Linked DNA regions of Mus musculus: all the other regions are linked to region 1. Evidence: chromatin contacts called from public Hi-C, HiCAR-type and promoter capture Hi-C data. All regions are on one chromosome and are shown on one strand. The core of a region is the stretch at or near the end of the contact, and the rest is flanking DNA. Distances in the headings are between cores, read along the strand shown. Region 1 holds the start of Nbdy (negative regulator of P-body association). Region 2 holds the start of Foxr2 (forkhead box R2). Region 3 holds the start of 9530051G07Rik (RIKEN cDNA 9530051G07 gene). Region 4 holds the start of Rragb (Ras-related GTP binding B). Region 5 holds the start of Usp51 (ubiquitin specific protease 51).

Region 1 (4,590 bases), core at 2,027-4,526:
CTTGCTATGCAAGCCCATAGACCTAAGTTCTGTCTCTAGCACCTAAATAAAAGCTGGACATTGCTTCCAGGCTTCTCATCACAGTGCTGGGGAAGGCTGATCACTTGGGCTGATCAACAACAAAAACCCCAACCAAACAAAAGACAGAAAGTGCATGAGTCCTAAAGACCAAGTTTTGCACTGTCCCTCAGCCCCCAAAGAATGTGGAAGCCTCGTTAAAAATCAAAATAAGGAAATTTGTTAAAAATTATTGTAATTTATCATCACATTGTCATAGGAATGAGGAAAATATACTTATGCACTAGATACAGACAAATTATTTTGAGAAAACAAAACAGAAAATTCCATACTCATTCACAATAAATCCCCTCAGCAAACTAGGAATACACAGTAATTTCTAGCATTTAATCTAGGCTTTAATCCCAGCACTCAGGAAGCAGAGGCAGTCAATGTCTGAGTTCGAGGCCAGCCTGGTCTATAGAGTGAGTTCTAGGACAGCCAGGGCTACATAGAGAAACCCTGTCTTAAAAAACAAAAAACAAAAATAAAAATAAAAAACCAACTAATTTTCTTGGACAAACTAAAAAAATACACATTAGAAAAGAAGTCAGAGCCATTACAATATAATTAAAAAGCACCTTATTACTAGAAAAAAATAAAATAATTCAGAAAGGATACCTGTTATGAAATTGGTATAAAAGTACTCATTATTTTCCCCTTAACTAGCAACAATTAGAAAATGGGGTTAAAAAGACTCACTTTCCAGTAAGAGCAGAAACTAAAGTAATGGGTCAGCAGTACAGTCCCTAAACTGCTTTACAGATTTACATGGTGATTTTTAGTGCATATCGTTTCATTAACTATAGAAAATGTTTCAATTTATCATTACTGCTAGCATTTGGGGATTTGTCTGATTATTTTTGAACATGCCATTATCAACTCCTTCTTCCTCCTTCTCGTGCATTTTTATTTAAAAAAAAAAAATTACCTTTAGCATCACAACTTCCAGGAGCAAGACACCAGCAAAAGCAGGGCAGCATTGGAAAGAACCTTCATGGTCTTCAATGGGTGAACTATTTTACAAACGCACCAAGGAAATGAAGCCATACTGCAGTCCCTCACAAACTGGAAAACAGTAAAAGAAGGTGAAGTCCTTTCTTCTTCTGTCACTATAGTCTGTCTCATTTTCTTCTGGCCTTTTCAGTTCCTTATGTTCCTTTCAGCTCCCAATTCAATGGTGCATTCCTATTCAATAACTGGGTCCACAGAATTAGGGGGTATGTTCTGTACAGCAGCTCACAGCATCAATTCTGGAACCAATGCTTGCATTTTCTTTCTTAAGCAAATCTCAACAAGGCCATTTAAGTGTCTCACAACTTGTGGCAACTTATAGGCCTATACAAACATCCTTTAGTGGAGTTGTGATTAAACGCAAGCATTCGAAATCCTTTAGAAAAAGATGGCACACACACACCAACCACACAAATTCAACAAGTATCCGCCATTACAATTATGTATGCTTTAAATCACTGGGGAAAATTACGCAGCTCTTAAACACTTCTTGCCCTGAATAGCCCCCTTTGTTTCCTAGGTGAGCATTTCTTTCCCTATTGCCTGTTAAATTACCATTTTCACTCTGAATAGAGGTTTAAAAAAAAAAAAAAAAAAAAGAGGGAAGGACCGGCCTATTGGAATGACAATCAACTGCTTTTAGGTGAAATGAGACTCCATTTTTTTTATGCTTTAGCAACAAACCTGATACCCAGAATGTTCACTCAATAATATTCATTGATTAGCTCAAATATCTATTTTACTCCTGCTAAGTTTTGGTCATCTGTCCCCCACACCTCCCTGTTCAAGGCCTAACCACAGCAAGGGCTCCATAAAGATTGAAGATGAAGAAGAACTGTGAGCCTGAGTCAAACTTGTTCATTTGTTTTCTTTTTAACATAAGCCTCATTCAAATGAGCTATTAGTTCTGTGAAAATAAGAGTTAGAGTCTTAAAACACAAATAGTCCTTATTTGGAAATTTCCAATGCTACTCGTTCATCCAGAATAAACTGCGTACTCCTTAGCAAAACACTCAAGGCCTACAGCCCTGTATCACACTTCTCTCACAGACTTAGAATTACAGCCACGCTGCCCCAGAACAATCTTGCCCTCTGGCTTTCATTGTAGAAACACTAGGCCTAAAAAGCATCCTAACCCATATGGTAGATGTCACTCACCCTTTAAGGCCCACCCACAAATTCCCCCCTCCTCTTTGATGGCTCTTGAAGACTAACAGGCTCCATCAAGAGCCATCTCCATCCTCCATGATTCCTGAATACCTTGAACAAGCACATTTTTATGGTACTTGGGTTTGACCATCATATTATAACTTGTTTTCACTTACTAAATACCATCTTACACAGAAAAAAAAAAAACCCAGTTCTCAAAGCTCACTTTACAATCTCCTCTGGGCACAGGCATTAGGCCTTTAGTACATCCTTACACTTGGTCTTGGGCTAAGCATTTTTAAATGGAAAAAATTTCAATATATACACAAAAACAGAAGAGTATAGTAAATCCCCACCCAGTTTTAATTTATTAGCCAGGGAACATTGTGTTAGTATCTCACTATACCTTGGCCTGTCATGAAAATCAAAACACTGCAGTTTTTAAAATTACAATTAACTCATGTAAAATATCTTAATTACTCACCGCAATCAAATACCTATTTCATCCAAGCATACTTTTTTTTTAAAAAAAGAAAGACTTTTCAATGCCTGTACTTGTTTCTTTTCTCTTTGAATTTGTGGAAAGAACAGGAAAACAGGGAAGAGCTGGGGAAAGGCATAATTAAGTTTCAGAGAGCCTGGATGTCCCAGATGAGAACGAAAGAATCTGACCTGATTTCGGCTGGGAAAAAAATCTATTTCACTACTTCTCCGGAGGAGGAGGGTGCGACTTGAGTCCAGCAGATGCAGGAGGAGGCGCCGAGGGGAGAGTGCTACTACCTCCACTGGGAGTCCCTTCGGGATAATCCCACCGCGGAGCCAGGACACAGCGCTTTTTTGGAGGCTTGGGTTCCCGCGTATTTCCTGGTGGGAGCGTGGATCTCCCGGAGGCACAAGGTTGGTCCCCCATAGGTATGACAGGACCAGAGCGTTAGTTTTCTCTGGTGGGCCCTGGCAAGGCCGAGATCTGAGATGGCGGATCCCCTCCAGGCACGGGGCTGGCTTCCTCCTGGTTTCGCTGTTACCGTATTTCCTGTATCCTGAGACGTATATCCCTTCTCCGCCTCCTCAGCGCTCCGTTCCCCAGCCCACTTTAACCTTTCTACGAGAATGGAATGCAAAGAGAAAAAAAAAAAAAAAGGAGCGCATTTAATAAAGTGCTTTTCCACAGCACATCTCTCTCACAGTTTAATTAGTTGTATGGAGAGTTTTGTACAATTTAATTTAAAAAAATACTAATTTGCTGTAACTTGCCAACGGGGCAGGTGTTAATCAATGAGTGTGTGGCATGGTCGCGGGAGTGCTGTAACCAAAGAAATCAAGCGTTTTACACTGCAGTCCCTTACGCACAGCACATCACAGAGCCATGAAAGGGGTACAACCATCTAGGAAGCTGTGTACAAACACGTTGACTTATTGATTACAGTGTTAAAATTGAAAACCGGTTGTGGAAAATGGACGCACAATAAATTCATCATAAACCAAGACCTCTGTTTACTTTATAATTTTAAAATTTTGTCATCTTTGAAAATTCACTGTATTTTTTTTTCTCATTCCAACAGCCAAGATCTCTTTGAAAACAGACAACGGGTGACACTCCATGTTTAATCGGCAAGATTTTATTTCTTTTTTAGGGTTATGGAAAACAATGACTCATCTTACTATTGTGGTATGTTATATTCTATGTTATATGGTAAGGAACCAGAAACAGTTACCAGAAGGTTCACAAAACAGAGAAAAAGCTTCTGAATTTCTTTGACAGGCATCGCTCCATAACCTTAATGTCTCTGCCACTTGCCTGTGCATAAATGAAACCCCACTTTTCCACTACCACCCTCATTGGTTTATAATGGAGAAATCTCAATCTATAATGTCACACAAACTCCGAACCGCCTCCAAGCTCTGTTGTATTTTATTAATTGAATTATTGGAATTTGGGTTTCCACCTATGATAATTTATGTGCAAAATGATACCACATTAAGGATAATCCGTTCAAACCAGTTACTGCCATAGCTATCTCACACCTTTAAGATGGCTGCCTTCCCCCCAAGCACCCAGCACAGTCTCTTACATAAATAAGGTACCAATAGATATTTGGTAAGATTCAACAGCCCTACGGGTTTTTTTTTTACTAAAAAAAAATTAAAATCTAATAACATCACTTCTATTTTTGCCTTTCCTAACTCCAATATGTAATATGTGCCCCCAGTTAAGTCCTTACAGATCAGGGTATCAACTGCTACTACTAGAACCAGAAAATCCTAAGGGAAAAAAACAGTGAGGAATATTAGAGAGAATGCTTTAGAACCAGAAGAACATTTGTACTTAAACATGATAGCAGTCAACATCCTAGGAGTAATAGTTGAAGT
Region 2 (4,753 bases), core at 696-3,195, 600 kb after region 1:
CATTTGTATATAGGAGGGCATCTGATTTCTGCGAGTTTTGTATTCAGGTACTTTCCTTAAAGTGTTACAATAGGAGTTTCCTGATTGAGTCTTAAGGGTCACTTAGGTATACTGTCACATCATCAGCAAGTAAAGACACTTTGACTTCTTTTCCAACTTGCATCCCCTTGATCTCTTTTAGTTGTCTTACTGCTCTAAGACGTCTGACTTTTAGAGACTCCATTGAGAAGCCGAGTGTAATTCTAACAGCTCTGCCTTTATATGTTACTTGGTCTTTTTCCCCCTAGCAGCTTTTAATAGCCTTTATCATGTACATTTAGTCTTCTGAGTAGAGGGGGGCTTTCTTTTCTAGTCCAGTGTATTTGGGGTTTTGTATGCTTCTTGTAAAGCATATAGGCATTTCTTCCTTTAGGCTAGGAAAAATTTTCTTATATTATCTTGTTGATAACATTTGCTGTGACTTTCATCAGGATGCTCCTCCTCCCTCTAGTCCTATTATTCTGAGATTTGGTGTTGTAGTGTCCCAGATTTCCTGAATTTGTGCCAGGAGTTTGTGATATTTAATATTTTCTTTGGTCAATATATCTATTCTTTTTTCTATCCTGTCTTCAATGCCTGGGATTCACTCTTTCATTTCTTGTATTCTGTTGGCAAAGCTTCTTTCTCAGGTTCCTAAATTCAAGGTCCTCAATTTTTAATTTCCAGATTTCTCAGTTTGGGTTTTCTTTATTGACTCTTTTTTCCTCATTTGGGTCTTGAGGTGTTGTTTTAGTCATTTCTTTTCGCTGCTCGGTTTTCATAGATTTTTAGAGGGGATTTATTCATTTCGTCTTTAAAGACCTCTATCATATTCATAAAGGCTGTTTTAATGTCTTTTTCCTGAGCTTCAGCTATGTTGGAATATTCAGAGCCTGCTGTGGCAGGGTAGCTGGGCTCTAGTGGAGACACACTGTCCTGGCTGTTATTGAGTGTGTGTGTGTGTGTGTGTGTGTGTGTGTGTGTGTGTGTGTGTGTGTGTCTGTTTTCTAGGTCTAGGCCCCTGGAATTGGGAACATCTTAATTCTAGATGCTGATATCTGGTCTTGTCTTTCTGGTTCTTAAAAAACTGCTGTGCCTGTGTAGGAAATTCTCCTGTGGTCTTGATAGATTTGGCCACTGGAGCTTCCAATTAAAATCTGTTTCTGGGTATTGGGAGCTGACATGTAGAAATGGAGATGGGCTAGAGGAGGTGAGGGGGGGTCCACAGGAGGGAGGAAATCAGGGTGTACTACCAGTATCTGCTTAGTCCCCTGGGACTGGGGGCAGAGAGTGAGGAGAGGTCACAGCCGAAGGTCTGCTACAGATCTGGGGATGAAACTGGGGGTTGGACTTGGAGGAATGGAGGGAGAGGTGGAGGTCTGGAGTCAGCTTATTTGTTTCCCTGGTCTGAGTAGCCATTGAATTCCTAGGGAGTGCCTGCAGGTGTTGGGGGCTGGGACAAAAGAATGAATGGGTGGAGAGGTTAGGAGGGCAAGACCTGGTGATCCACTGGTGATGGGGCAGAGGGGGAAGGGAGGCTGCAGCAGGTGTTCTGCTACAGAGCTGAGGATGTGACCAGGGGGTTGGATTTGGAGGAACAGGGCTAGAGGTGAAGTTAGCCTACCTGCTTCCTTGGCCAGAGTAGTGGGAGCATTCCCAGGGAGTGCCAGCTGGAGTCAGACGCTGGGATAAAGCAATGACTGGGGAGAGAGAATAGGAAGCGAAGATCAGTGGGATCCATTGGAGATGGAGGCAGAGGGGGAAGGGAAGCTGCAGCAGGTGGTCTGCTGCAGAGTTGGGGATGAGACTGAAGGATTGGATTTCGAGGAGCAGAGAGAGAGGTGAAGATCTGCAGTCAGCCTACCTGCTTGCCTGGCAGGAATGAATGGCCTTTGGGTTCCCAGGGAGTGCCTGCTGGAGTTGGGGTCTGCAATAAAGCAATGAGTAAGGGAAGGACGTTAGGAGGGGAAGATCTGTGCCATCCAAAGGAGGTGGGGGGCGGGGAGGGAAGGGAGGCCTCAGCAGGTGCTCTGCTGCAGAGTTAGAGATGAGACTGGGGGGTGGGGGGGGGAGGTGAGGGGTTGGCTGTGGAGGAGAGCAGGGATAGGTGAAGAGCTGCCAGTCAGCTTACCTGTTTCCCTGGTAGAAGTGACCCGTGGATTCCCAAGGAGAGTCTGCTGGAGTTGGGGGCTGGGATAAGCATTGTCTGGGGGATGGGAGGCTAGCAGCAGGTGTTCTGCTGTTGGGCTGGGGAATGAGAGGGGGAATTGGATTTGGAGAAACGGAGGGAGAGGTGAAGATCTGCAGTTAGCCTATCTGCTTCCCTGGAAGTAGTAGCCTCTGAGTTCCTGGGGAATGCCTGAAAGAGTTATTTTCTGACTCCCAAATGTACAATATGTACAAGTGTGCACATGCATGCGTATACAATAAATAAACACTCCTCCCCCCCCCATTGGTAAATGAAAACGTCATAGTCAAAGAAGAGATCAATGAACTGTACATATCCGCAGTCAAAGACTCAGTCAACATAAAGCAGGAATCATAACAATATAGAAGCACAGTCAAGAGAAATGGGGAATATACTGAGATTTACATAACATTCCTCTATAACTTAAAAGAATTAACCTATAATTCTCTAGATTTGAATAATGACATTTGGTACATTTTCATACCAAAAACTAACAGCATAAAACTCATAGATGCAGTGAGTAAAAACCTCATAACATGAAGGAAAAAAAAATATAGGGAAAGGCTAATATAGGGGCGTGCTGGTCTTTGGAATTTCCGAAAGGCCAGATACATTCTATTCCTGACATGTTATTTATCTAAAATAATCTCTCAATATTTACAGGATTGTTTCAAATGCACTACATCACAATGATGAACAAATTTTGTTCCCCTGCCAGTAGAATCTGGACTTCAGAGAAGTGTCCTTAATTAAAAAGAAGACAACAAATTCTACTCTTCTGCAACAGTGAAACAATAGTAAATACTGATGCAGAGGCTGTGTGTCAGAAGCAGGCTAATCAATGATGTTAAGACTTTATTTGATAAAGTCAGAGTGCTGGCATAAAGCTACTGGTTTGTTTTACAATGACTGTAGTGATGATACCAGAGGCTGTAGCTGTCTGTGATGCAAACTTGCTGTATAATTTAGATAACTTGAAAATCCCAATACTTCTTTTCTTTGAGAAATTTTCTCAGTAGTTCATATGAACTCTACTGAGACCTTCCTACAGTATGATGGCTGAATACTTGACTCTACTCCCAGAAGGTACTGAGACCTCTATGCAGGACACTTACTACAAGGTAGCATTGCCTTCTTACACATTTAAAATTAGAAATAATACATATATAATACATGGAATGTACATATTCAGTTTAAGTTTGACAAATGGATGCATATATGGAAACGTCATCCAGAATAACTTTTAGAACATTTGTTCAACCATAGAGGATTTTTTAAATTCTCTTTGTAGTCTCTGTTCACTCATCCTTGAAGGTTATTTCTAGCTTTTATTGCTGTAGATTTTTTGTGCCTTATTTTTAAAAATTATACAGTAATAACAATAAACAATAAAAATAATCTTATGAAACAGTTGAGGATTAAAAATCCTTTTTGTTAAGGACCATCAGTTAGACAGGGGAATGCAATAATGGGTGCTAAAAATATTTTAAATATTGAAATAAGATAACTTAGATCTTTGTATTCTCTAAATTAGTCAAGTGAGAGGACAAAATAAAGACCATGTTAGAGGTTCCTTAGAGACCATCACTACATGCAAAGGTATACAATTAATTTTTAGCCATAAGAAAAGACAGAGAAAACAGATGAAAAGAGACAATTAGCAAATTATGTGTAATATTTTGTGTTCAAAATGGGAAAATATAAAAATATCTAAATAATACTGACGAATTAAAATGGTTGGTTCAAGGATAGAGAGGACTCTGCTATAGCTAATGGGACAGAATTACTGAAGGCTTTGGTAGTAATTTTTGGAGTTTAGTATCTATTTACTTATATAGCTGTATATACTAAGTTCAAAATAGTAAGAATGTGAATGTCATTTATAACATCCAAAGCAGAAGAGGGAGATTAAGAAGCCATGAGAGAAGATGCTAAACAGAAAACAAGATAATGGAAATTAATAAAAAAATATATCAATAAACAAAATAATCCCAACAGATTAACCTCACTGAGCAAAACCAGGATTATTAAAAGATCTTTTCCTAAACATTTCTATAAAACTAGGGTGTTTGGATTTTTTTTTTTGAGTTTTAGTCAAAATGTGCCCCTTTTAACAACTCAATTTATCTAACATTCATATTTTTTCATACAATGAATTTAAATTGCCTTTTAAAAACCCATGAACTGCTTGGAATTCAGAGATGTATTTAAGGTCAGAGATCTTTCTTGATATTTGATTCCCCCCCCCCAATATTATGGTTTATTTTTGTTTGTTGTTTTGTGTTTTTAAACTGGCAGCCACTAGCTTCTAGCTGCTGATTTCAATTCTCCCATGTTCCACATCTAGCTTCTGAGTGTGGCATCATGGTTTCTTTTCACTTGAACATTGCTAGTTTGGAGTATCTGGTACAAAGAGTAATTCTATAATTGAATTTGCATTGACCATCCAGGATTCATTTCTAGTCTAGAATATGTCCCAAATGTAACTTCATCCTCCAGATTTCTCGATACAGAATAAAAAAGCTTTTATCATTAGCTACAATTTCT
Region 3 (4,654 bases), core at 290-2,789, 690 kb after region 1:
GCTTCATCCCTTCCAGTGAAACAAGCAGAAAATATCCATTTACCTTCCAAGAACTGAGAGCACATATGAGGGGCGGGAGCAATGGCTCAGCAGTTAAGAGAACACTTGCTGCTCTTCCAGAGGAATCGAGTTAGGTTGCCAGCACCCATAGCGAGCAGATCTCAAGCACCTCTAACTCAGTCCCAGGGGGTCCCACGCCCTCTGCTAACCCCTCGTGTATACAGCACACAGGGCACAAGCACACGGGGCGCGCGCGCACACACACACACACACACACACACACACACACACTCACACCAAACCATTTTTTCAAAAACGGAACACATGTAAAATCTTTCCACCACATATTCCCTCAAGGCGCATTTCTTAAATGCCACTCTCACCTGCTGCTGCTGCTTGCAACGCACTTAGAGGCAAATCTGTGCTTACTAGGCAGTAAAGGCTTTTCGTTGAATTCGCACAACTCTGAAGCCAGTGCTTGAGTTACATCCACTTTCAAGGGGGAAAGCCAGGCTCAGAGAGGTGAAGGATCTGAGCAAGTTCACGCTTCAAATGACACAAGAAAAGCAGCATGCCTGGCTATGGGGCCTCCCTTGGGGGAGTAGGAACTGACTCATTACTCTTTGGGGCAGGCCGAAATGAACTTGAGCGAGCGAGGAAGCTGCCTGGGAGAAGCAGGTGGTACTTAGAGAGTGGAGGATGGAGGGGAGGCATTTCAGGCAGAGGAACCTGAGCAGAGAGAAGGAGTGGACAAAGTTCAGAGTGTGCACCGAGGGGAGCGAGTCGAGGCAGGTAAGCTGGCTGGCCGGCCTAGAAATCCAGGATCCAACCGCACCATACCATCTCTCTGCTCCCCATTCCCACCCATTGTCTGAAGCCTGCCTGTGGTCTCCCTTCAAATGCCTTTCTGTCTCTCAGTCCCCATGGCAACAGCTCACTTTCATCCAGCTGCTTCTTATTCTAATTGCTTCCTCTGTGGCCTGCCAGGAAGTACTCTGGCCTCCGTGAGGCTGCGCAAATCTAAGCCTGATCTTCTCACTGCCCCCGCTTAATTGACCAGGCGAACACGTAGCAGGGTACAGGCTCTGCGTCTCCTGCGCACTGCTGCCTCCCCTCACCCACCGCTTTGGTCATTAAGTCTATTCTTCGGGTCCCTGATGGGCCCACGAATTAATTAGCCACACATAAACGCCTTCTGAAAACCCAGGCGGGAGAGTGAATATGCTGTGTAAGCCAAGGCAGCCAAGGAGGGCTGGGGTCAGCTGACCTCTTGCAAGCCTGTGCCCCGCCGCACCCCTCCCCCACCCCACCCCACCCCTCTCAGCCCGCCTTTGGTGAGACTGGAAGGGCCCACTGCTTGCCAAAAGCTATGAACCAATAGGATAATGTGTGCACCTGCCTAAAGAAGACCGACATTCTCTTGCGCGCAGGACAAATCCCTGCAACCCCCCGCCCCCTAGCTGTCTTAACTACCATTGTGGGACTCAAAATGCAGCCCGCTCCTTTTCCTTTCGGCTAGCGGAAGTTCCTGTGCGGGAGAGTCCCACTTCCTCTTGGGTGTTTGGCGTGTGCGTGGCAGGAGGGGCGGGGCCAATGCTGCTCTGGTTTCTTGCGCGCTTGGCGCTACAGGGAGTGCGGGCGGCGACTCCTTGCGCAAGTCAGCTTGCCTGGGAAAGGGCTTTGTGGCTGAAAGCGACTGGTTCCTTGCCACAAAGGCTCCGCTGGCGTTTGCGGTTCAGCGGCCGTCCCTGAGTAAGATAGCCACTTTTCTCCGACGCTGCCAATAGCCTTCTCCAAGTGCTGCAGGCTTTCATCGCTTTGCAGGAGCCATGCCTCGGGGACGGAAGAGTCGGCGCCGCCGGAACGCAAAGGCAGCTGAAGAGAATCGCAACAATCGCAAGAGCCAGGCCTCAGAGGCTTCAGAGACCCCGATGGCGGCTTCTGTAGCCCCGAGCACACCCGAAGAATACCTGAGCGGCCCGGAGGAAGACACAAGCACCCTGGAGAAGGCCTCCAGTACCCCTTCAGAAGCTTCGAGCACTGCCCTAGTGCAAAAGCCGGTTACCCGGAGCAATTTTCAGGGCACCAAGAAAAGTCTCCTAATGTCCATATTAGCCCTCATCTTCATCATGGGCAACAGCGCAAAGGAGGCCCTGGTGTGGAAAGTGCTGGGGAAGTTAGGGATGCAGCCTGGGAGGCAGCACAGCATCTTTGGAGATCCGAAGAAGGTCGTTACAGAAGAGTTTGTGCGCAGAGGGTATCTGATTTATAAGCCAGTGCCCCGCAGCAGTCCAGTGGAGTATGAGTTCTTCTGGGGCCCTCGAGCACACGTGGAATCTAGCAAGCTGAAAGTCATGCATTTTGTGGCAAGAGTTCGGAACCGATGCTCCAAAGACTGGCCATGTAACTATGACTGGGATTCAGATGATGATGCAGAGGTTGAGGCTATTCTCAATTCGGGTGCTAGGGGTTATTCTGCTCCATAGAGAGATCCTAGGCAAACCCTTAGGAGTGGAAAAGAGAATCCAAAGTATCTGCTCCATGGAGTAGATAGGCAGGGTCCTGAATTCAAAAGGTTGTGGAGGGTGGGGAGGGCACTGTATTTGGTATTTGTGACCAGTGCTAATTGTTAAACTGCAAAGTAGTGTTTGCTATAGATATTGTTATCTTGTATTCATTTTATAACACTGTTGACTAAGAATCACAATATGTTTAAATATATACTTGAGGAAAAGTTTATGTTATTTTTTTCTGTCGTTGGCATTTGATATTAACAGCTGTGCTAACCTTATTAAATGAAGTCTTTGTGTCATGTTGTGTGATGGATAGAAAGTACCACTGAGAGGCTGTTCTTTGAAAGTTTGGAATAACCAGTAAAGTGTGAGTGGAAGAAGATTACAGATTTGTTCTGTCTTTCCCTTGTGTCTGATGTCTTGTAATGGAACACATTTGTAAATATGCTCACTGTGCAAATAGTATAAATAAAAGCATAGTAAACAGAATGTTTTGTTCATTTATTGTCCACCTGTTAAATGAGGACCAAATTTAGATGCTGGGAATAGTCCTTAACAGAAAGCATCTAGTTTCCAAGAAATTTCAAGATTGTGGGAGGGGGTGGGGAATGGAAATGCAGTAAGTGTTGTAGGGAATGGGCAGGGACTAAGGAGAAGGAAGACAAACTGATGACATCATTTGGGGAATAGAACAGAAAAAAAGAGGGTATCACAGGATGCTTTAAAACCCAAGGAGCATTTCTAGAATGCAGAAGACAGTAGGAAGGGTGGCCATATTACTTGGTATTGAGTGTGGAACTGGATACTTAACAGACCTTGACAGGAGCCATTGGCAAAGACCTGAAAACATTCTAAAATAATAAAGAAGTAGAAACGACACTAAAATTATCTTGAGAGAGGATGGTAGGGTAAAAATAGACTGCTGTGGAGTAGCAGTAAGAGAAATGGAAGAGACTAAGAAGATCCTTGGGGTCCTTAGGTAAATATTGGGTGGGGAAGTAAACTTAGGGTCACTGGGGAGAATAAGGATACTCAGGACATAGAAATTCCTCAATGACATATTCAGGTATGTTAAGGGAGAAGAACAGAACAAGAAAAAAGTCAGGAGAAGAGGGGAAGAGAACCAGGACATCATAAGAAGGCTGTTGCACTTTACAAAAAGACAGTGACACTGAGGTCACCAACACTCATGGTGAATTGGGGACAATGGGAAAAGGGCTTTGAAACACCTGGATTTCTGATGTTGAAGGATACTGAGAGAAGACTGGACATGTAACTTCATAGCATTGGAGTTTCTTGCTCTGCACATAATCCAAAATACTCAGTGTGTGTGTGTGTGTGTGTGTGTGTGTGTGTGTGTATCTGTTTGTCTGCCTGCCTGCCTGCCTGCCTGCCTGACTTTCTGCATGCCTGTCTGTTTCTCTCTCTGTGTTTTCAGGGGCAAGGTAATATTATTCCATATTTCCCTTGAGGTAGTGAAGTACCTACAACTGTAGAGATCTGGGAACCTCCTCCCCATTCTCCTTAGGGACTTGCCTGAGAACATGTACAAGAACAACTCACCAGCTCTAGAGCTGACCACAATTAACACGAGGAAAGTAATAAAAAGAACAGACTGGGGTCTCCTAGGGAGCATGAAGGACAGGCACCTAGCCCAGGCACACCATACAGAGTACAGTGGTCAAGACACTTTCATCCCTCCTTCACTAGAGTCTCACCTGACTTCTGTCTGAGACAAGGCCCAGTCTCTGGCTGCAGCACGGGATGGCAAAAGATTTATGCAAAGCCCAAGGACACACAGGCAGCAGTCTGCAGGCTAAGGATGCTTCCATCAGAAGCAGAGTGGACGAGGTTTCAGAAGCTCCAAACACAGATGATGAGTGGCTTCTATGTCACAGGAAGGGCCAGAGAAGCCTGGCACAGGTAATCAAAGAGGCTTGTCACCACCCCTGAAGGCACATGTTTGTCAGTCCCTCTCAAGGGGTAGGCAGCAAAGGAATCCAGGGGAGAGGTCAGCACACAGCATTCTGGGCCAGAGCCACACAAGTGGCAGACCTGAGACAAGACCCTGCTTCTTTCTCCACATCCCCAGACTGCCTTATACTAGGCTGCCCTGCCATCTGTTATGGCTTGCCAATGCC
Region 4 (4,710 bases), core at 1,862-4,361, 580 kb after region 1:
ATGAAGTAGCAACGAAAATAATGTTGTGGTTGGGGAGTCACCACAACATGAGGAAGGGTCACAGCATTAGGAAGGTTGAGAAGCATTGGTTTAGGCTGAGAGGTATCATGCCTGCCCCTCAGTGGTACTACTATATCATTGCAGACCATAAAGCTCTGTAGTCCTTCCTTTCAACAACTCTCTCACAAGACTGGAAACATTTGAAGGACAGAGGGAGAGTCTTTGTATCCTTTGTGTACTTTCTTATCTCCAGTGCCTAACAGGGAACAAAAGCTTGAAATGCACTCATCAAAAGAATGGTGCCACACGCCTTTAATCCCAACACTTGGGAGGCAGAGGAAGGCAGATTTCTGCGTTCGAGGCCAGCCTGGTCTACAGAGTGAGTTCCAGGACAGCCAGGGCTATACAGAGAAACCTTGTCTCGAAAAAACCAAAATAAAAATAAAAATAAAAAATAAAAAATAAAGAAATGAACAAGCCATTAGAGGAAAAAAGGCAAGGACAACTATCTGGTAGAGAGCAAGACTTTACAGATGTCTTTCTTGTGTAAGGATTTGACACAAGAAAAAACACCTGTTAAAGCCAAATTATCTTGCACTACAAGGAGTCAGAGTTAAATGACTTTCACAGTCCTTTCTAAGCACAGTGTTTATGAGATACAGTTCTGTTAACTTTCCTTTTCAAATGAAAGAGACACAGATTCTACCTCCAATCCTAACATATCAAAATGTCTGATTACAAATATAAGAAGCTTTAGTGAAAACATACTGGATATGCATTGGCTCAATTCAACAATTTAGATATCCAGGTTTACCTAAGAAAATTTAATTGTTTATTTAGTCTAAAATTTATATGAACATTTTCCTTGCCCTTTGCAAAACAAATTAACTAAACAATTAACTAGATTAACTAAACATTAATTAAGCAATAACTGTATCTATTTCTGAAGGTAAAGGCTGATCCTTCAACGCATGTGCATTGCAGAACCATTAAAGCAAATGGCAGTTCGCCCCCTTTCTCTTTTCACAGTTCCTTAAGCTTCTACTTTTCCCCTCCTAATTATGTAGAAATTTCTGGCATTTTTTTAGGCATCCTTGTTGACAGCAACTTCAGACATTCATCAAAAAAAAAAAATCCTCCTAGCAAACTTGAGGCCCAGAATTAAATTTTAGATAAAGTCAGGCTAAAAATATGGGAGCTTTTTTAACCTTACATGGTGAGGATAATTATGTTTGTGGTGTACAGGGAGTTTATTCATGTAAACTTCCTAATATCCCTATGAAGGTTATTACCAGTACTTCACAAGTGATACTAAATCCCAAAAAGGTCAAGAAATATTGCTCCTGAGCTACAGTCTTAGGGATATTGTCTAAGTCCCAATAAAAGTGCAAAGCAAAGCAAAGAACATCCAATTCCAGCTAGAAAAAAAAATTGCACGTAACATTTGATTTGGGTTAAAGAATCAGTGCACACACAGAGGGCTGTGTAATATTTGTATCTGGCTTGACTCCATGAGATTAATTTTAGACAAAGTAAATCTGACAGTAAATAAGGGGATGAGTGTCTCAAAGACCCCATAGATTCTTGCCACAATCCAGAAAAAGCCAGATTCCCTGAACTGCAGCTTCTTACCTTTTTCTTCATGTTACTGATGTAGCTAACACATCTTACCTTTTTCTTCATGGCTGCATTTGGCATTGCCCACCTGTAGATATAAACCAAAAGATGGTGTTTTCGTGATCTAATTGCCGGGGGCGGGGGGTGGGGGGGGGGACACACAAGTAAACTGAAAGATGCAGACGAATATTCTTTAAAGCAGCTAAGTATGGATGAGACCTCTTTTCAGAAGTCTTCATTTTCCTAAATTATAAAGCTGGGTTTATGCTCCCTGTTTCCTTCATCAGCTCGGGAGACGCTTCCTAGGATGGCATATTTAGGAATAGAAACCATTTAAATTCAAGATTTGATATTTTGTCATAAAGCTGAAGCAACACTCTGGGTACTTTTATAAATCAAACAATATTGTCATAATCTGAATACTATTTTTTTTAAATTCATCTCCGTATTTTTCAAATCTAGAAGCATCTTTGGACCTTCAATCGTCCTTCCAAGCTGTATTTCATTCATTAAAGGCACAAAGTACATATAACGCAGTTCTCAAATAGGCATATCGCACTATACGTCATTGGTCAGCAAATGTCTGTCCTTTCCTTTTTTATCATCAACAAGGTGATAACATCAAATAACCTTTATAGAAAACAGAAAACAACTCAGAACTGTCTCAATTAGAAGACTACGCATAAACCAGGAATCCCACATCCAGGCAAAGGGTGTTTCTATTCTGTTTTCCGTCATCAAGGGCATGATATCAATCAACCATATTGGTAAATTAAAGCAATTCATCACTGCAGGTTAGAGGTTGTTGCATCTCACAATACTCTTTACAATTAGCATGCCCTCCCTCCCAGGTGCAACATAATCCCCTTTACCCACCCAAGCGATCCTTCCGGCTCCCCTAGAGGAGGCTCCACTTTTGGGCCCACATTCTCTTTCTCTGTCTTTTTCTCGGAGTCAGATTCTTCCATCGTGCAACAAGTCCTTCACAGTGCCTTCTAAATCCGCAGTACCGTTCTTCTGGCTCACCTGCCTACGCTCAGCACCCAGGGCCCGCGGGGCCTGATCTATCCCTGCCTCCGCCTTTGTCCACTGGGGGGCCGCTTTTCCCACAGTTACCTTTACCGACCCGAACTTAGTCTCCAGGCACAGCCGAGCAGGCCAGCCCAAAGGAGCAAGCGATTCGATTCGGTGCGTGCAAAGGAAGAGATGGAGGAGAGGGAGGGCAAGGTGGATGAGGAGTTGGTCCCGAGTTTGGGCCTCACTCGCCAAGGTCTCAAGACCCAAAGGTAACTTGGTCAGCTTCTGTACAGACTGCAAAGGCTGAGATAACGGAATGAGCGGAGCGGAGCTGCAGAAGCAAAGCGGTCACTGCCTGGTGGCTCCTCCCGACCTCGCTGCCAGTCACGGTCCGCCTGAGGATGCTCTTACTTCCGCGCCCGCCCTTCAGGAGCGCAAGAACCTCACCGCAACCACGCTACTGCAGGCCAGGATCACGTGGGAACCTGCCGTAGTCCCAGGGCCTGTCACGTGCCGCTACCCTTTTGGGGGGGCCCTGGGTTTGCTTGGAAGAATACCATAGAGACTGCTTTAGGAAAGCCAGAGTGCCACCCGCCATCACGTGGCCCGGGCTCTCATTTCCGCGCCATTGGCCCTTAGGGCGGCCTGCGGGCACCTAGACACTGATGGACGCGGCCCCGCCCACTCGCTGCTCAGAGTTAAAGGAGAAGGTTGCAATTTCAGCACCTGCCAGCTAGCCGTTTTCACTACTCCCTATGATTAGGGCCCTGTGCATTTTTGCATTTTGGTAACTTTTCTTCCCGTTAATCCTTATGACAGTTCAAGTAATTAAAAAAGCAATCCATCTAAAGTGTTTTAAACTGTCTTTCCCATAGAAAACTCTCAATAAGTTGTTATTGCCAGGACCAGAACCACACGGAGGGTTTAACACGTCCGCCACTTAACTTTTAAAAGTTGCAAACATAATTTTAAAGTTTCTGATGATCATCATGAGATACTTGCTACATACAGAGTTTTATGTGGAGAAGAAGTGATTTGTCAACCAGCTCTCAAATCTCAACGCAGCAAGTTCCAACCTCAATGACCTAAGAGCTTCTTAGGCTTGGAACTCTTTTAAATGTGACACCAAGGTTACAGGCTGGGAAAAAGAGTGGCATAGGTTGATGCTCCCTTGAAAGACTGAATTTGCCATTCACAGTTTGTAATGGCCTCAACTTTCTCAGCTTATAGGTAATGTCCTCCAGAGGTCTTCCCAACCCATACTCTATTAGAGTACAACAGTCTTTTGAACCTGCAGTAGTTATTTTCTGTTGTATGCTTTTTAATTCATAATATTCCTTTGTAGTTTTTCTTTTGTTGTTGAGATTATACTGTAGACACATTTCTTTTTTCCCTTTTTTCCCTCCAAACCTTGTCATATAAACAACTCTCCTTGCTCTTTCAAAGTCATGGCTTCGTTTTTCATTGGTTGTTGTTATATGCACATATATGTATATACATATATATTCCTAATATAACCCGCTCAGTCTGTATAATAATCTCATATATATGTTTTCAGGGCTGAGCAGTTGGTATTGAAGAACCAGACAGTGTATTCTTCCCTAGGGAAAATTATTTCTCCTGCTCTGGGCATTCCTTGGTTGCCTGTAGTTCTTTGTGTAGAGTATAATACTTACTGACATGGCAATAATCTTGTTTATTTGATCTCTGAGTATAGGATTTCTATTTAAACGCTATAAGGACAAGCACTTACTTTTGAAAAATGTTCTCCTATACACTAGGTTCACAGACCAGAATGTGTGTATATACTCGATATTCACTGAGTACTGTTTTTTTTATAAAGATAAGAACAAATGTGTTAAGGAATTTCTGATTAATAACAGAAAGGAGAAAATGTATGATAGTTCTTTAATATCCACAACACATGAGTGTATTTTGAGAATGAGCATGCCTAGACATTTTTAGGAAGTAAAGCCAATGAAAAGAGAGGAAACAATTGCTACAAAATTTCTGGAGAGGAGAAGGAGAGGAAGCTAGAGCACAGCTAGCAACATTCCTTCTGGATAGAAGACAAAA
Region 5 (4,343 bases), core at 1,008-3,507, 720 kb after region 1:
GCAATTACAGCAGTTGGAGTTACCTTCCTGGTCGATACCATCATCTCTGCTGTGTCTATGCAACACATCCAATATGGCAATAAGAAACTCCTGAGCATCCTGTTGTCTGTAGCCTGCTAGATGCTCTGCATGGATCCATATCAGGTGTAGTAATTTATAGGGAATATGAGGACTTTGGTTCCCCGAGTACATAGCTTGAAAAAGTAAAGACATCTCGCAGACTAAACACAAGCTGGGGCTTGTCATCATACATTTGTGCTTATTTGAAAGGAAGAACTCTTTCAGTAGCGGAATGTGAGTAAGTACTTGGACAATACAATTCATAAAGCAAGTATTACCAAGATTAATTAATCCTCTGAAGCCTACAGTATAATACATTGTCTTTTTCCTCCTCTTTTTCTTGGGTTTTACCAAACTGGTCTCCTGATCTTTTGACTCGCAGGTTAATTGGTTTTCTTCCACCTCAGATGCCATCAACTGCTGATAAGATGCATCTCCTGTAGGGGATGATAACAGTCCCAGAATTTTTTCTTTTGTTTCTTTGGCGATCTTTTCTATATCTTTGTCATATACATAATCCCTACACATAAAGCAATATATAACCCCATGACAGAGGTCTACTGCTAAATTGTGTTGCGTTGTTTCGGCATGAATGTGAATATGTTTGTCAGTAAAGCATCCAAAAAATACACAGGACAGACAAGAGTGGAGTCTGTTCTTGTGAGTACTACATATTTGACAGATGCATGACTTTGCCTTACGTTTCCTAGTCTCCGGGGTTCCACTCCAAATGAAACGCTGATAGATCATCCGCAGGTTTCTCTGCCAGTTTTTAGCTACTTTAAAGCTCTCTACATGACAGCAGCCTGTGGGACCCTTATTAGACCCTACCTCCAGTAAACTGTTCTCTGAGCCATCTGAATCCCTAGAGGAGCCATGGTCACTAGAGTAGCTTTTCCGTGTTTGGGGTCTGGGTCCAGGCCTGGATCTACGTCTGGAATTGCGCCAGGCCACCGACCGCTGCTTGGGCAGGGGTGGAGGTGGCGGCGCTGGCGGGGGAGGCGGAGGTTTGGCGGGAGGCGGGGGTGGGGCCTTGAGCCCACGCCCTCCCCTGGAGCGGGACCTGGGCTGGGGCCGAGGGCGGGGCTTGCGGCGCGGGCAAACCGAGCTGGAGCTGGTGTGACAAGCAGCCGGGATAGAAGGGAGCACCTTCTCATAGCTGCCACTGCCCCTACTTGTTAAGTTCTCCGACGTGGGCTTGGGCTCCGGCCACAGCTCCGGCTTCATCTCCTGGGCTCCCTGTGTACCCCGCATCTCGATGCACTCTCAGCTGCCTGCTCCAGACAGGCTCCTCGACCACCTCCCGAACTCCAACAGGCGACAGAGCGGGAGGACCGGGACGCTTCTCGAACGTGGGCCATCGGCTCACTCCCAAGCCTGGGAAGAAACGCGTCTGGGAATGAGCTATGACTATGGGTGGAGGGAGACAGGAACTCGTGTGGACGGCCAGCCCGGCGTCATGGCCGCGGTGCCGTTAGCCTCAGCCCCTCCCCCTGCCGCGAGCCCCGCGCGCGGCCGCGGCTCCGCCCCTGCACCGGGGGCTCGCGTGGCGTGCCGAGCCCGAGCCCGCGGCTACCTGCTCCAAAGGCCGCCAGAACTGCTGGTACCGGGGAAGGAGGGGGGAAGGGGACTGTCCTGAGCTTTAGGGTGAAAAGGATGGCAACTCTTTTAAAAAGGCATAACCCGCTGTCTTTTCGGCGCTCTGTGCAGCCTCGCTTTGGCGCACCTTTTTCTACGTTCTTTCCTTGCATCTTTAAACCCCTCGAGTCAACAATGTATGTTAAATATGGCTGAAAGGAGGTTATCTTTGAAAAAAAACTGACTCAGTGGACGAAAGTGTCCCCTGCCTCCTTTCTTACCTATGCTTCCAGCCTCTACTCCTAAGCGCGCTTGCTGTGTGCCACGCTCGAGCGCCCTCTCTTGCTCTTTCGTGCCTGTGCCCTCACACCCCGTTTCTTGCTCCTGTCCTCTCATTTCCTAGGGTTTCCCCCAGAATTCAGACTCCCTTCACGCGTGACCACCCCCATCCACAGTACGCGACCCCCAAAGTGCATGCTCCCTCCCCGCAACCACCGCAGCTCCCCAAGCCCGCGGATTTGTAAAAAGGTCTGGGTTTGTTACCTGGGGCCCCAAGGCGCGCTTCATCTAGAAAGTCAGCTGCTGCTGCTGTCCAGGCGCTCCTCTGCCAGTCTTCTCTATGACCTCTCTTCGGGGCTGGTCACAAGGGGGCCGCCCCCTGGCCCCTCCCCTCTCCACGTATGGGCCCCCAGCCCCGGAATCAGGCCTCCAGCAGGGATGAATAGTACCGCTGTCCCCCTAGGCAGAAAAACCCCTTCTGAAAGGGATTCTACCAGAGGTAACAACAGCCACAGATTTTAGTAAAAGATCTTGGGAAGGCTCAGGCTTCATCTGGTTATGGCACTCTTAAAAAGAAAAAAAAAAAAGAAAGAAAAAAAAGAAAAAAAATAGAAAGAACGGGGGAAAAAAAAAACCCTGAAACAACAACAACAAAACTAACCAAGGTAGGGTTAGGGATTCACTAAGATGGCAAATTCTACAGTGTTCCTTCCGGAAGCTTTAAAATTAAAATCTCAAGAGTAAAGTGGAGAGGTTATTATTTCTGAGTGTTGGGGAGAGGAAAAATACGCATATGATTCAGGATAAAATAGACCTCAGCCCAGCAACATGCTGTTCCTACAGGGATAAACTGTAAACACTTAGAGCTCATCGGTCAAAGGTGAAAGATCCTAAGATGTTTACACAGAGTGGCAACATATACTTTTGGTCACCCCTTATATTAGTAACCCTAGTATTGGGTGTTCAGGTTAAAATCACTAAGTAGCACATTGCAGGGCGTCAGCACACTTAAGAACAATGCTATGGGTGAATGTGTAAACCCGGAAGAGGGTGATCGGCCTCACAGAGATCTTTCCAGAACTCAGAAATATTTTATCAAGTTCTCTCCACATATACCCACATACAGTGGCACAAAAATTGTGGGAGAAGTATGCAAATAAAAAAGACTGGAATCAGGAAAATATATATCTAAATATTTGCCACATTGTTTCAGAATCAGTTAAAAAATTCTTCCTACTGAAATCTATCACACTTCCCTATTCCAACCTGGGTCTCCACTCCTAGAGTTATCTCAATGCATTCAGGAAACCAACCCAAAGAGAAGATAGCAGCCACAGCTGGCCTGACACTTATTATGGGAACAGTATGATCAATCCCAAGTTGAATAACTAAAAACCATGGTTCAGTAGTATGAATGGGGAGCCCAAAGGGACACATTCCACCCACTTCCCAGACTTTTTGTCTGTATCCAAGGAATGTGAACATTACAAACAGAGGCTTCAGATTGACATATCACAGACACATTCTAAAACAGCAGTGACTCAAACAAGGGAAGCAGGAAGATGGTCAAAAATTTAAATAATGTAACTGTCTAACTGTAATTTGGAGTGATCAAACCAAACTTGTAGAATAATAAAACATACAAAATGACGACATTTCAGCAGTAGGCTGCTTTCAGGACCTATAGTCCTCCATCTCTCTGCCTCTCTGCATCTCTTTCTCTCTGTTTCTTTGGCTCTGCCTCTGTCTTACTCTTTCTCCTGTGTGTGAGTAGGAGGGAGAGAGAGACAGAGAGACAGAGACAGAGAGAGAGAGAGAGAGAGAGAGAGAGAGTGTTAAAACAGAGTGAAGTCTCTCTCAGCATTAACCTTTGCTTGCACACTGCTCTTATCCAGGCCACTTTGACTGATTCCTTGCATCACTCATTGGAGACTCCAGCAAATTAACATCCTCTCCATTAAGGGGGATGTGTGTGGGAACAATTTTGCTTCAAAGACCAACATGGTGTAGATGTGCAGACACTGGTAGCCAGGACTTCAGAAATGCCATGACTTTCTGTGGCTGTGGCCAGCTCTGTCAGACAAGAACCTTGCATTGATTAATCCTTACTCTCTGCTGTCCACAAGGGGGAAATGTCCATCACACTTTAAAACGGCAGACATTATATTGTATGATATGATGTGTGAGTTCAGCCTTTCTAAGAGAAAGGGATTTTATAAGCTTCTGGGTCTTTGGACTTTTAAAGTGAAAGGTGGGACAACTAGATTCATGCTCTTGCTACAGGAGTGGAGATGATTGTGTGTCACTTGGCTGGTTCACATGGGGTGATTTTCTCTCCTTAAGGTCTGAAGCTGTATGATTTGAAGACGTGAGTTATTTTTGCTATATGAATATGTGATGGCATTGTCCACATAACATGAAAGAAG

The links. Promoter capture Hi-C pulls out the DNA fragments that hold promoters and counts their contacts. Hi-C and Micro-C count contacts between places; a contact is called where the count stands out from the background. HiCAR-type assays count read pairs that join an accessible place to other places.
Region 2: a contact with region 1 is called in a promoter capture Hi-C map of embryonic stem cells, with 2.7 times the contacts expected there. The contact joins the promoter of Foxr2 here to the promoter of Nbdy in region 1. A contact is called at or near these places in 3 of 39 promoter capture datasets (cranial neural crest, embryonic stem cells and hippocampal neurons).
Region 3: a promoter capture Hi-C map of second pharyngeal arch cranial neural crest shows a contact between it and region 1. The contact joins the promoter of 9530051G07Rik here to the promoter of Nbdy in region 1. A contact is called at or near these places in 5 of 39 promoter capture datasets (the 3T3-L1 cell line, cranial neural crest, frontonasal cranial neural crest and 2 more) and 1 of 484 Hi-C or Micro-C datasets (the N1E-115 cell line).
Region 4: a Hi-C map of the N1E-115 cell line shows a contact between it and region 1, with 11 times the contacts expected there. The contact joins the promoter of Rragb here to the promoter of Nbdy in region 1. A contact is called at or near these places in 8 of 39 promoter capture datasets (the 3T3-L1 cell line, 3T3-L1-derived adipocytes, the HPC-7 cell line and 4 more), 5 of 484 Hi-C or Micro-C datasets (the Ba/F3 cell line, the HPC-7 cell line, the N1E-115 cell line and 2 more) and 4 of 115 datasets of contacts at active chromatin or transcription factors (embryonic forebrain and embryonic stem cells).
Region 5: a HiCAR-type map of astrocytes shows a contact between it and region 1, with 3 times the contacts expected there. The contact joins the promoter of Usp51 here to the promoter of Nbdy in region 1. A contact is called at or near these places in 6 of 39 promoter capture datasets (the 3T3-L1 cell line, the C10 cell line, cranial neural crest and 3 more) and 3 of 115 datasets of contacts at active chromatin or transcription factors (astrocytes, embryonic forebrain and embryonic stem cells).

What each region holds. Positions count from the first base shown.
Region 1 is chrX:153,722,240-153,726,829 of GRCm38.p6, reverse strand. It overlaps Nbdy (negative regulator of P-body association), which reads right to left and starts at 3,276. Exons shown (of 4, transcript NM_027327.1): 1 at 2,893-3,276; 2 at 989-1,125. The coding sequence starts at 997.
Region 2 is chrX:153,115,980-153,120,732 of GRCm38.p6, reverse strand. Foxr2 (forkhead box R2) reads right to left here and starts at 1,945. Exons shown (of 4, transcript NM_001034894.3): 1 at 1,883-1,945; 2 at 1,643-1,718.
Region 3 is chrX:153,034,514-153,039,167 of GRCm38.p6, reverse strand. 9530051G07Rik (RIKEN cDNA 9530051G07 gene) reads right to left here and starts at 1,539. Exons shown (of 4, transcript NR_040272.1): 1 at 1,474-1,539; 2 at 384-729. Mageh1 (melanoma antigen, family H, 1) reads left to right here and starts at 1,605. Exons shown (of 1, transcript NM_023788.3): 1 at 1,605-3,002. The coding sequence starts at 1,830. The coding sequence ends at 2,486.
Region 4 is chrX:153,138,359-153,143,068 of GRCm38.p6, reverse strand. It overlaps Rragb (Ras-related GTP binding B), which reads right to left and starts at 3,111. Exons shown (of 11, transcript NM_001004154.2): 1 at 2,494-3,111; 2 at 1,672-1,705. The coding sequence starts at 2,585.
Region 5 is chrX:153,004,383-153,008,725 of GRCm38.p6, reverse strand. It overlaps Usp51 (ubiquitin specific protease 51), which reads right to left and starts at 2,257. Exons shown (of 2, transcript NM_001137547.1): 1 at 2,182-2,257; 2 at 1-1,437. The coding sequence starts at 1,314.